3 separate regions of the Gossypium hirsutum genome follow, and regions 1 and 3 are each linked to region 2. A link is a contact called in public Hi-C data. All regions are on one chromosome and are shown on one strand. The core of a region is the stretch at or near the end of the contact, and the rest is flanking DNA. Distances in the headings are between cores, read along the strand shown.

Region 1 (2,992 bases), core at 403-2,902, 210 kb after region 2:
ACTCAGATGTGATTCAGCCTCAAAGTTTTGTCATGCATATCATTTCCCGAATCTTTATTCAGCAAAACCACATCTTGACAGCATAATTACAAATTTAAGTGCAAAACGTGATTACCAGAATTTTATCAAACATAAATGCAAGATTTATTCACTCAAAAAGAACAACCAGCAAAAGGAAAGTTCCACCAAAAACCAAGCATGATTCATGTATTACCTCGAGAGTAATGAATCCACAAAGGGCCCTGAACTCTGTAATTGCCAAAGCCATCTCAGGTTTGTGATTCCCATCCTTATAGAGATTTGGCTTCAACTTAAGCAATTCTTTGGCCAATTCTTTATCCGGATGAGCCTGTATTGAAAGGGCTTTTGCCACTGAAAGTACCTATTTTACAGCAAATGAACCACAGAATCAAATTAGACGATTCACAGAAGAAAAAAGAAAAGTTCATATTGTAGTTAAAAGTTAAGTTGATTTCCACTTTAAACTCTCAAGCTTAATTCTTTGCCATTAACTATTCAAGATCCACTCCAATTTCTCAATTGCTATATTGATAGCTTTGATCTAAATTAAAATTGAGATCAAAACAGCCAAAAAAAAAAATCTTTACACTTGTAAATACCCCCGAGAAAGGGAAAAAAAAAACAATGGACACCACATCAAAGCAAATTTCAGTCATATTCAATCTTAATAAAAAATATATAATTGTAAAAAATGGAAATTTAAGATGAATGGTGAGAATTCAACTTCCATTAATATTGAAGCAAAAGTTGCAGTAATTCCTATTCAAATGCAAAAGAAAAACCCTTTAAAAAGAAAACCCACTAACCCAATTAAAAATAGAAAAAAAAACCACAAAAACAGAAATCAAAATTCAATTTCCCAATAATCAAAAGGGGAGGAAAACGAAAACCAGAAAGGAATCAGATAAATCGTGTAAAAGAAAAGAACAAACCTTGAAGAGAAAAGGAAGATCGGGCCCCCATTTTTCCAAAACCTTATGACCAAGCACATTCGGATTCTTCCGAATCCACTCTTTTAAACCCACATTTTGACCTTCTCCATAGCCATCAGCCAAAAAACTTGGCCCCGAGTCATGTGTTCCCATCCAAAACTCAGCATAAGGCCTATCGGGCTTAACCTCGGCCCCGGAATTCAAAGCCAATAGCCTTGCCACCTGTGCCTCCGCCCCACATCTTCCCCAATCGTAGTTTTGCACCCAACCTCTTAACCGCTTCACCTTGTCAACATTAGCAGCCTTCGCCATTGTTGAAATACCCCACCCCCAAGAAAAGAAAAAGGAAGGAAAAGAAGGCTAGAAGAGAAGGATAATGCAGAAGGGAATGGGCATCGTTTGCTGGTATTTGAAGAGTTTGAAAAGGTATGAAGAGAGAGGGAAACAAGTTGGGAAAAGAGAGTGAAAGAAAAATTGAAAATGAAGATTTCAGATAGAGAAAGCTTGGAAGAACCACGATTTGTATTTGTGGGGTCTCTTCAACTATGACTCTGCTTTGCTTCCCTTTTGCAGTTTCTTACGATCTTATCTTCCCACTTCTGCACGAAATTTCCGTGCCCCTTTTCTCTTTTTTTTTTTTCTTTTTCTTTTTCATATTAAAATCTCTAGAAAATTTTGTTTGGCAAAATAGCAATTATATGCTCACATTACAAAAATAGAAGTCAGTATATTTGAGATTCTCGAAAATTCATATTCTACCACACAAAATTAAAAATTAAAAAATAATATATTTATTATTTATGCTATTTATTAAGTCTTTCTAAATTCTACTTACTACTATATCATTCATAAGTTGCATCTCCCAACTCGATTAGGAATTTTATTTATTGTTTGAACTAAGATAATTTTTAATTTTTATTTAAAATTTCAGTAAGTATAATTAAAACGCAAATCTTTGCTCTAAATATTTGATAGAATTTTTAGTAATTGGATGTTTTTCATATATATATACTAGATGAATGATGTAAAATTAAATTATACTACCATTTATATGAAAAGGGTGAAAATGGTATTCACTATGAAATTTAAATATTTGTAATTAATTTTAATTGTTAAAAATATTAGCTATTACTTCTCTTATGATTTTAAATTTTGTTTCATCCACTAGTGTCATGGGTTGTGCATAGGAGTCCGTAATCATGACTACCATGACGAACTTGTACGATTCATCATATTCGAAAGAGGTCATTTGGCCCAACCGAACTGGTTCGTTGCTTGGAAAGATTGAAAGTCCATCCCCAAAGCTTAGCAAATATGGAAGGTGATCTTTAAAGATATGTGATCCTAGACATTAAATGTAATCTTTAGAATATACGATTTTGTAATCTTAGAGATTTGATATCTAAATAGCTTTTAATCTTTGCCATTGATGTATTTTGATCTATATCGTTGATTTTGGGGAGACTCGGCTATAAATAGAGGTCTCTCAAGTGTTCACTCAAACTTTGGAAGTATTCACTCAAACTTTTCCCTCAAGTGTTCTCATCTTTCTGTGACTTTTGTTCATCTTTAGAGTTTGTTCTTATTTTATTCTTCAATTGTTTTTCGTGGATGCCTTAGAAAAATTCTGTTAAATTCTCAATTATTGCGAGTTAAGTTAACTTAGGTGTTTTTTAGTGAAGGAATTGACTAAGGTTACATGAATCGCGTGGAAAAAAAAATTTTAAATCCGTGACACTAATAAGTGTGCTAAATTTTAGTTTTTTTTTTAATGGAGTCACTTTATTTGCCATACAAAATTCAGTCAAAAAGACATTATTTATCTAGTTTTTTTAGATTTATTTATAACAAAGTAGCTGTTTTGATGTCATTAGTGTAAGTGACACTAATTATATTAAATTTTATAAAATAAAGGTTAAAAATGTTATTTGTAGTGCTCTAAATTAACTTAACTAAATTTGATGTTACTTAAAATTCAATTTAATTAATGATATTAATTAAGAGATATTAATGAAATGAAGTAATTTGGGATTTAATTA
Region 2 (3,343 bases), core at 2-2,501:
ATATACAATACCATCTTATATGCCCAATCTAACCAAACTATGCATGTTTGAGACATGTAACCATAAACAGAAATAAGAAACAATGTTTAAGGCACCAGAAACGCACCTAAGTGGTCCACAAGATTTAAGCCCCTTTCCCCACAAGATGAAATATAAAGCTGTTATAGCACCATTAATTACAGAAGGAACCACCTGAAAATTAAGAGAGACTTCAAAAAGGAAAAATTAAGGAAAAAGATACAAGTGAGCACTCTTTCTTCCAATTGTTATTATCCTCCTCAGGAAAAGAAGCAACCCTACTTGACCTGTGTATTTGAGAGTGATCTTCCCTTCCAAGGCTTTTGCAAGAGTAAAAATAAGATAGATGAGGGAACCAGACAACTGAAGATAAAAAGTATCACTGAAGCTCCAGTCTGGGTCAGGTACCGATACATGGAATAAACTGACCATATTCTCAAGAAGTTCCCAACAATGTGGATTATCTGCAGAGGAGTTTGCCTACAAGTAAAAATAATTAATGGCAAAATCATCTAAGATCTAGCAAACAAAAATATAATACAATTAATTTATATACAAGTATATGAACATATAGTCATATAACAGTGTTTCAAATGTATTTTATTAGTATTTATAAATATATGAGAACATTTATTTTAATCTCTTAACAAAAAATCATTATCAAAAGTTTAATAGCTCAATGATTACGACTTTTAGAACAATACTTTAGCTAAACTAAGCTAAAATTTCCCATAAACTACATAGAAGTACGCAACACTGGTAGAGATTATTCAGTTTAGTAATGCTAAACACGCTAGTCGCTAAAACAAAGTAAGGGCACTGTTGAGTTGGCCAGAAAATGCTGGAAAATCGGAAACTTGAACAGAAACTTATCGGAACTTCATAGCATATCACTTTGAAGGCAAGAAATGCAGTTGACCTAAACTCCACAAATAAACGTAAGATTCAAATTTCAAATTCCTCCACAAATGTCATTTCTTCTAGAAAACCAAACAGAAAAACTAGGGTTCTAAAAAATAAAATTGAAAATTGAAAAAAAAAAACAGAATGAGAGATTTATTTTGTTTTAATACATACCTGAAATTAGACGATCCGCGAACCTCAGAGATTGGCCTTGGAGACATCATCTTCAAAAAAATGAAATAGTTTGTATCTGAAAAGGAGGATATTTATAGCTTATTATGAGAGAGTAGTTTAATTTGGATTAGACAAAGCTTAAACAGAGATTAATTACTGATAATTAGTGTATAACAAGCAAAAATAAAATGAGAGAATGAAATAGAAAAAACGAGAGTCCAAACTGAAAATTGACTGCTTTGGGCTGGGCTACAATCAAGGATTGGGCTTTAATTGTTCCATTTCTAATTGGTTTTCTTTATGACTGTCTAAAACCGTATCTTTTAAGTTTCCACAATACTTCAGTAAAAGAGTTTCTTTTTTTAATTGCAAACAGGATTAATAGGAATTTTTTAAAAACTAGAATACAGTATGTGTAACATAATGTGTATTTAAAAAATAATAAATAATGAAATAATTGGTTGAGAGGTAAATTTAAAATTTTATTAATTAAATTTATGTTAGTTCAAATCTTGTTGTATATATATTTTTCTTGATTTTTGTTAAAATGAAAAGACTAAAATACCATTGAATAATATGGCTTATTTTAATTACGGTAGGATATTTTTGTAATTTTTTAATCGAGTTGGTAATCGGTTAACCCGCGACACCAACTCAGTCAGAAGTTTTATTTATAGTAAGTATAGATGTACAACTAGTGGAGATAGTAAATTGTACATAATAAAAACATGTATATATATATATTTAAGGTTTTACTAATTTAATTAGAGCTGTTTAAATCTCAATGTATTCATATTTTTCTTGGTTTTTGTTAAAATGAGAAGACTAAAATGCTCTCGAATAATATGACTTATTTTAATTATAAAAATACATTTTTATAATTTTTTAACTAAGTTAGTATCCGGTTAACTCGTAACACTAATTTAGTCAGTGGTTTTATTAATAGTATATTGTTAATTGGCTTACATGTAAAAAAAGACTAACGAAAATGCAAAAAACCAATTAAGCCCCTATATTAAATTCACACTTAATTAAGCTATTGCCGTAAACTAAAATAATCAATTAAGCCCATTCATTAATGATTATTGACCACGTTAACTATTAAAATAAATTGATGAACTAATTAGATGGTGACATATGACAGCTTCTAGTTTAATATAATATTTTTCTCATAAAAATGATTAAAAAATTATTAAAAATTTTAAAAATTTTAAAAATATAAAAAAATAAAATATTAAAATTTACATAAACTTATTAAAAATGCAAAAAAAATTATGAATTATTTTATTTTTTTATAAATTTATATTAATTTTAATAAATTGTAAAAAATAAAATTGATATAAACTTATTATAAGTTTATATTTTAAATAAGTTTTATTAAAATTGATATAAACTTACTAAAATCGATATTTATTAGATTTTATGGTTTTTATGATACAAACTTATTTTAAAAAAATGTATTAGAATTCTTAAAATAATAATAATAATTTGTAAAAAAAAATTGTAATCAATGTTTTCAAAATCGGACCGATGGTCGAACCGATAAGGCCACCAATTTGCAATTTTGACTAACCAATCCAGTTCAATTAAATAAAACATGAAAAGTATTAAAAAAATATTGTTATTTTCCCAAGTCAACCAGTCTAATGGTTTTTTCCTGACCGACACCATTGTCAATTTCGGCTAAATAGGTCCAATTGGCTGATCTGGTCCAGTTCAAGTTTTTATGATTTTTTTTATAATTTTTATAAGTTTATATTAATTTTAATATTTTTTTATAATTGTGTATGATTTTTTATAGAATTTTAATACGCTTTTATAAAATTTTAAATATGTTTTATTAATTTTATTATTTTGTTTTATAAATTATTAAATTTTTTAATAATTTGTATATTTTTTTTATAATTTTTAAATTTATATCAATTTTCATATTTTTAATATTTAATAATTTTTATAATTTTTTATATTTTTTCTATTTTTTTAAAAATTTATGATTTTTTAAATATTTTTATTGTTATGATTTTTATATTTTTTTTCTAATTTTTTAATATTTTTATAGAAAAAAATATTAGATTAAACCAAAAGCTGCTAGATGTCAAAATCTAATTAGTCTGTTAATTTATTTTAATAGTTAATGTGGTCAATAATGAAAATCGTTAATGAAGGGGCTAAATTGATTATTTTAATTAATGGCATAGGCTTAATTAGGTGTAAATTTAGTACAAGGGCTTAATTTTTTTTTTTTTGC
Region 3 (3,420 bases), core at 764-3,263, 240 kb after region 2:
GTTATTATTTTAGAGACATTTGCTTGTTAAATTGTATCTACCTTAATGTTCTTTAGGTATATATATTTTTAAAATTTATTTTCAAAATTTATTTTTAATTTGTTAGGAAATACTTATTGTGATGTTTTTAATATTTTTGATATATTATATATATTTTAAAATTATATAAAAAATAATATAAAAATTAATATGAGTGGGTCGAGTCAGACTCGAGTTTTAACATTTTTATCCGAGTCGGACTTGGGTAAAATTTTAAGCCCATTTTTTGAGCCAAGCCGAGCCTAACAAACAGACCTGAATTTTTAGTTGAACCAGATTCGAATTTTGCCCGGCCCGGCCCGGCCCAGCCATGCTCACCTCTACTTGAAAGCCAAATAAGAATGGCGTGGTTTTGTTGTTTAGCAAAAGAAAAAAAAGAATTGAGGTAATGGTTGCATCTAAAAGAAACGTGTGGTTACGGTGGTGGGTAGGAACCTTGGGAATAATTCTTTTCCTCTTCTTTTTTTCAATAAATAATTCTTAATTTTTTTTAGCCAAAATAGTTCTTAATTCTTAAACCAGATGGAATGGGTATATTCCTATTGAGTTTGGATTTCAGTATCTTTCCTAATAAAAATAATTTTTTAATAATTTTTTATACAATATTTAAAATTACTTATAGTCTCTCTTCAATCCATAAATAGGAAGATAATATCATTCAGCACACCTAAACTTATGTCTTCTTATATTGGTAACAATATCCATGCCAGTAGAGTGACAAGAAAAATAATTTTTAAAATAAAAGAATAATCGTATTCACTATCAATAAAATATTAAAATGTTATCACAGATCGTATTAGATTATGTTTTATTAGTATTAAATTTTATGAAAATGACATATTATAAAAAAAGGGTATATATAAAATATATATAAATGAATAATAAATCTTCAAAAGGAGAAGATAGTTTCTCTTAAGAGAGTGGTTTTTTAAAAATAATATGGATTATTTTAAGCAGTAATTTAATTTAGTTTATTTAAAATTTTTATTTAAAAGATATTAAAGCACGAATCATATTTATAGTAATATTAATTTTTTTAAAATTAAATTTTAAAATATTTTCTTAATTGAATTTGATATTTGATTAATTAACGGAATTAATTATAAATTTAAATATAGTAAAACAGATATAAATGATCATAGAAACAAAGCACAATTATTCTAAGAGGCATTGAGATATAATTGGACCTCTTCAACGATTTGACCATTTGTGGAAGCCCAACAATCTTCTAATATTTAGATGGTGCGTAAAAAATATATTAGATAAAAAAATGAGTATGAACAAAAAAAAGTATATTTTAAATATAGGTTAAATTTAGACTTTAATATTTGAAGTTTGAGCCTTGCGATTTAATTTATTTTTAAGTTTATAATATTTTAGGTTTTTTTTTCCTTCGAGAAAACTGATATTCATAAATGAAGGGGCCAAGTGTCAAACAACAAATAATCTACAGTACACGAAAAAACAGTACAAAACACTATAGCACACGAAAAGACAGCACAAAGCACCAAAACCACTCAAGCACAGAGGAAAAGGCACACATAAAACAAAACCAAAAAAGAAAAACACTCCACCCTCCAAAGAAAATACCAAATGAATACCAGCAAAATCATTCCTCTGCTGCTCAACAAAAACACTCGCGCAGAACCAAATGAAGAGGAAGACTCGGCTTTGAGAAACCAAACAACGGAGATTCAAGGAACCTTCTCCGAAACATCAAAACCCATAAGAAACCACTCATCCTCGGCGACTCCAGTCCAACCAGTCCGAAGCCGCCAAAACTTCGACAGAAATAGGTGCTTCTTCAACCCAAAAACAAGGAGAATTCCTCCTGCGCCCTTCTAGTGCCAAAGTATGAGCTGCCCGATTGCCACTCCTGGGGACAAACTGGTAAGAAACTCCATCCATAAAATCTGCGAGTCTTCGAATATTCAGAGAAATGGGTCTAAGAATGGACCTATCATCCTTGACAGTGTTAAGCTTTTTAATAATCGAGAGGGAGTCCCCTTCCAGGATGATCGTCCTAAAGCCCCATGTCAATTGCAAAGAGAAGAGCACGTTCACAGGCCCTAGCTTCTGCAACAAACGCGTCGGCAACATCAACATAGGGGTAAGTACACGCTCCCATAATTAATCCCGAATCATTGCGAGCAAGAACCGCCACAGTAGAAGTATGAGATGCACTTTGAAAGGAGGCATCAAAATTTAGCTTAAGCACATCCGGATCCGGAGGTCTCCACCCCACAGACTCAAAATTTGTAGGACTAACTATGGAAACTCTACTCACACTTAAAGCAGAAGCATAGCCTTTTCACAAAACCCACGAGGTCCTGCCAAACAAACTGCGTTCCCTCATGAACCACTTTATTTCGCTGAAACCAAGTAGCCCAAAGGGAAATAACTAAAAGCTTTCTGGTATCCGCATCAACTTTGATGAAAATGTTCATTAATTGATTTTTACCATCCAGAGTACGAACACTGCAATCAAATGGGAGATTCAAAGAGAGCCATAAATGCCTCAACACGTCACAGGACCATAACAAGTGACCAAGATCCTCCGGCGCTTCCTTACAAAGGGGACAAACATTGACAACCTGCAATCTCCGTTTGAGAAGATTGTTGAAATGCGGCACGAAATCTTTAGAAAGCCTCCACATGTGAATTTTTAGTTTAGCAGGAATCTGTAATTCCCATAGCAAATTGTAGAATTGTTTGTAGCTGGCTATAGGTTCCATATTGTAATCACTAGGATACCTGTGTGTAGTGAGTAAAGCACGATACCCACTCTTAACCGAGTACTCCCCGGAAGCATCAAAATGCCACACAAGCACATCCGGTGCTCCAGCTCCAGCAAGAGGAATTTAAGGATACGATTAGCCTGTTCTTCATCAACAATTTGATAGATGATATCCTTATTCCAGGTACCCGATCTAACATCAATTAATTGACCCACAACAGTCTAGTTAGTATTTGTACTCTAAACTGAAAGTCTACTATTACCAAGGCCAGGCAACCAAGGATCATTCCAGATGTTCACAGAGTCACCACTACCGATACGCCAGAGCAACCCATCTGAAATCAGCTCTCGAGCGTTGCATAAGCTCCGCCAGGTAAAAGAGGGGTAAGAACCAATTTTAGCAGCCATAATATCTGAAAAATGAAAATAACGAGCTTTAAAAACTTTTTCAAAAAGACAATCAGGCTTCGATATCAATCGCCAAACTTGCTTAGCGAGCAATGCCTTATTAAACAAAAATAGATCCTGAAAGCCCATCCCTCCATCAGATTTGGGCATACAAAGGTCAGCCCAAGCACACTAATGAATACCCTTAGATGACTTATTGTTAGACCACCAAAACTTGTTCATAATAAGTTCTAATT

What was found. A called contact is a pair of places that touch in the nucleus more often than the background predicts.
Region 1: a contact with region 2 is called in a Hi-C map of hypocotyl, with 3 times the contacts expected there. The contact joins the promoter of LOC107935810 here to the promoter of LOC121210868 in region 2. A contact is called at or near these places in 10 of 34 Hi-C or Micro-C datasets (callus, hypocotyl, leaf and 1 more).
Region 3: a Hi-C map of leaf shows a contact between it and region 2, with 3 times the contacts expected there. The contact joins the promoter of LOC107935766 here to the promoter of LOC121210868 in region 2. A contact is called at or near these places in 16 of 34 Hi-C or Micro-C datasets (anther, callus, hypocotyl and 3 more).

Annotation. Positions count from the first base shown.
Region 1 is chrA12:11,058,348-11,061,339 of Gossypium_hirsutum_v2.1, reverse strand. It overlaps LOC107935810 (mannose-6-phosphate isomerase 2), which reads right to left and starts at 1,652. Exons shown (of 5, transcript XM_016868432.2): 1 at 954-1,652; 2 at 215-382. The coding sequence starts at 1,265.
Region 2 is chrA12:11,264,300-11,267,642 of Gossypium_hirsutum_v2.1, reverse strand. LOC121210868 (zinc transporter 5) reads right to left here and starts at 1,251. Exons shown (of 11, transcript XM_041082712.1): 1 at 1,096-1,251; 2 at 306-498; 3 at 107-192. The coding sequence starts at 1,145.
Region 3 is chrA12:11,027,300-11,030,719 of Gossypium_hirsutum_v2.1, reverse strand. It overlaps LOC107935766 (elongator complex protein 5), which reads left to right and starts at 2,013. Exons shown (of 14, transcript XR_001694265.2): 1 at 2,013-2,149; 2 at 2,508-2,960; 3 at 3,049-3,160.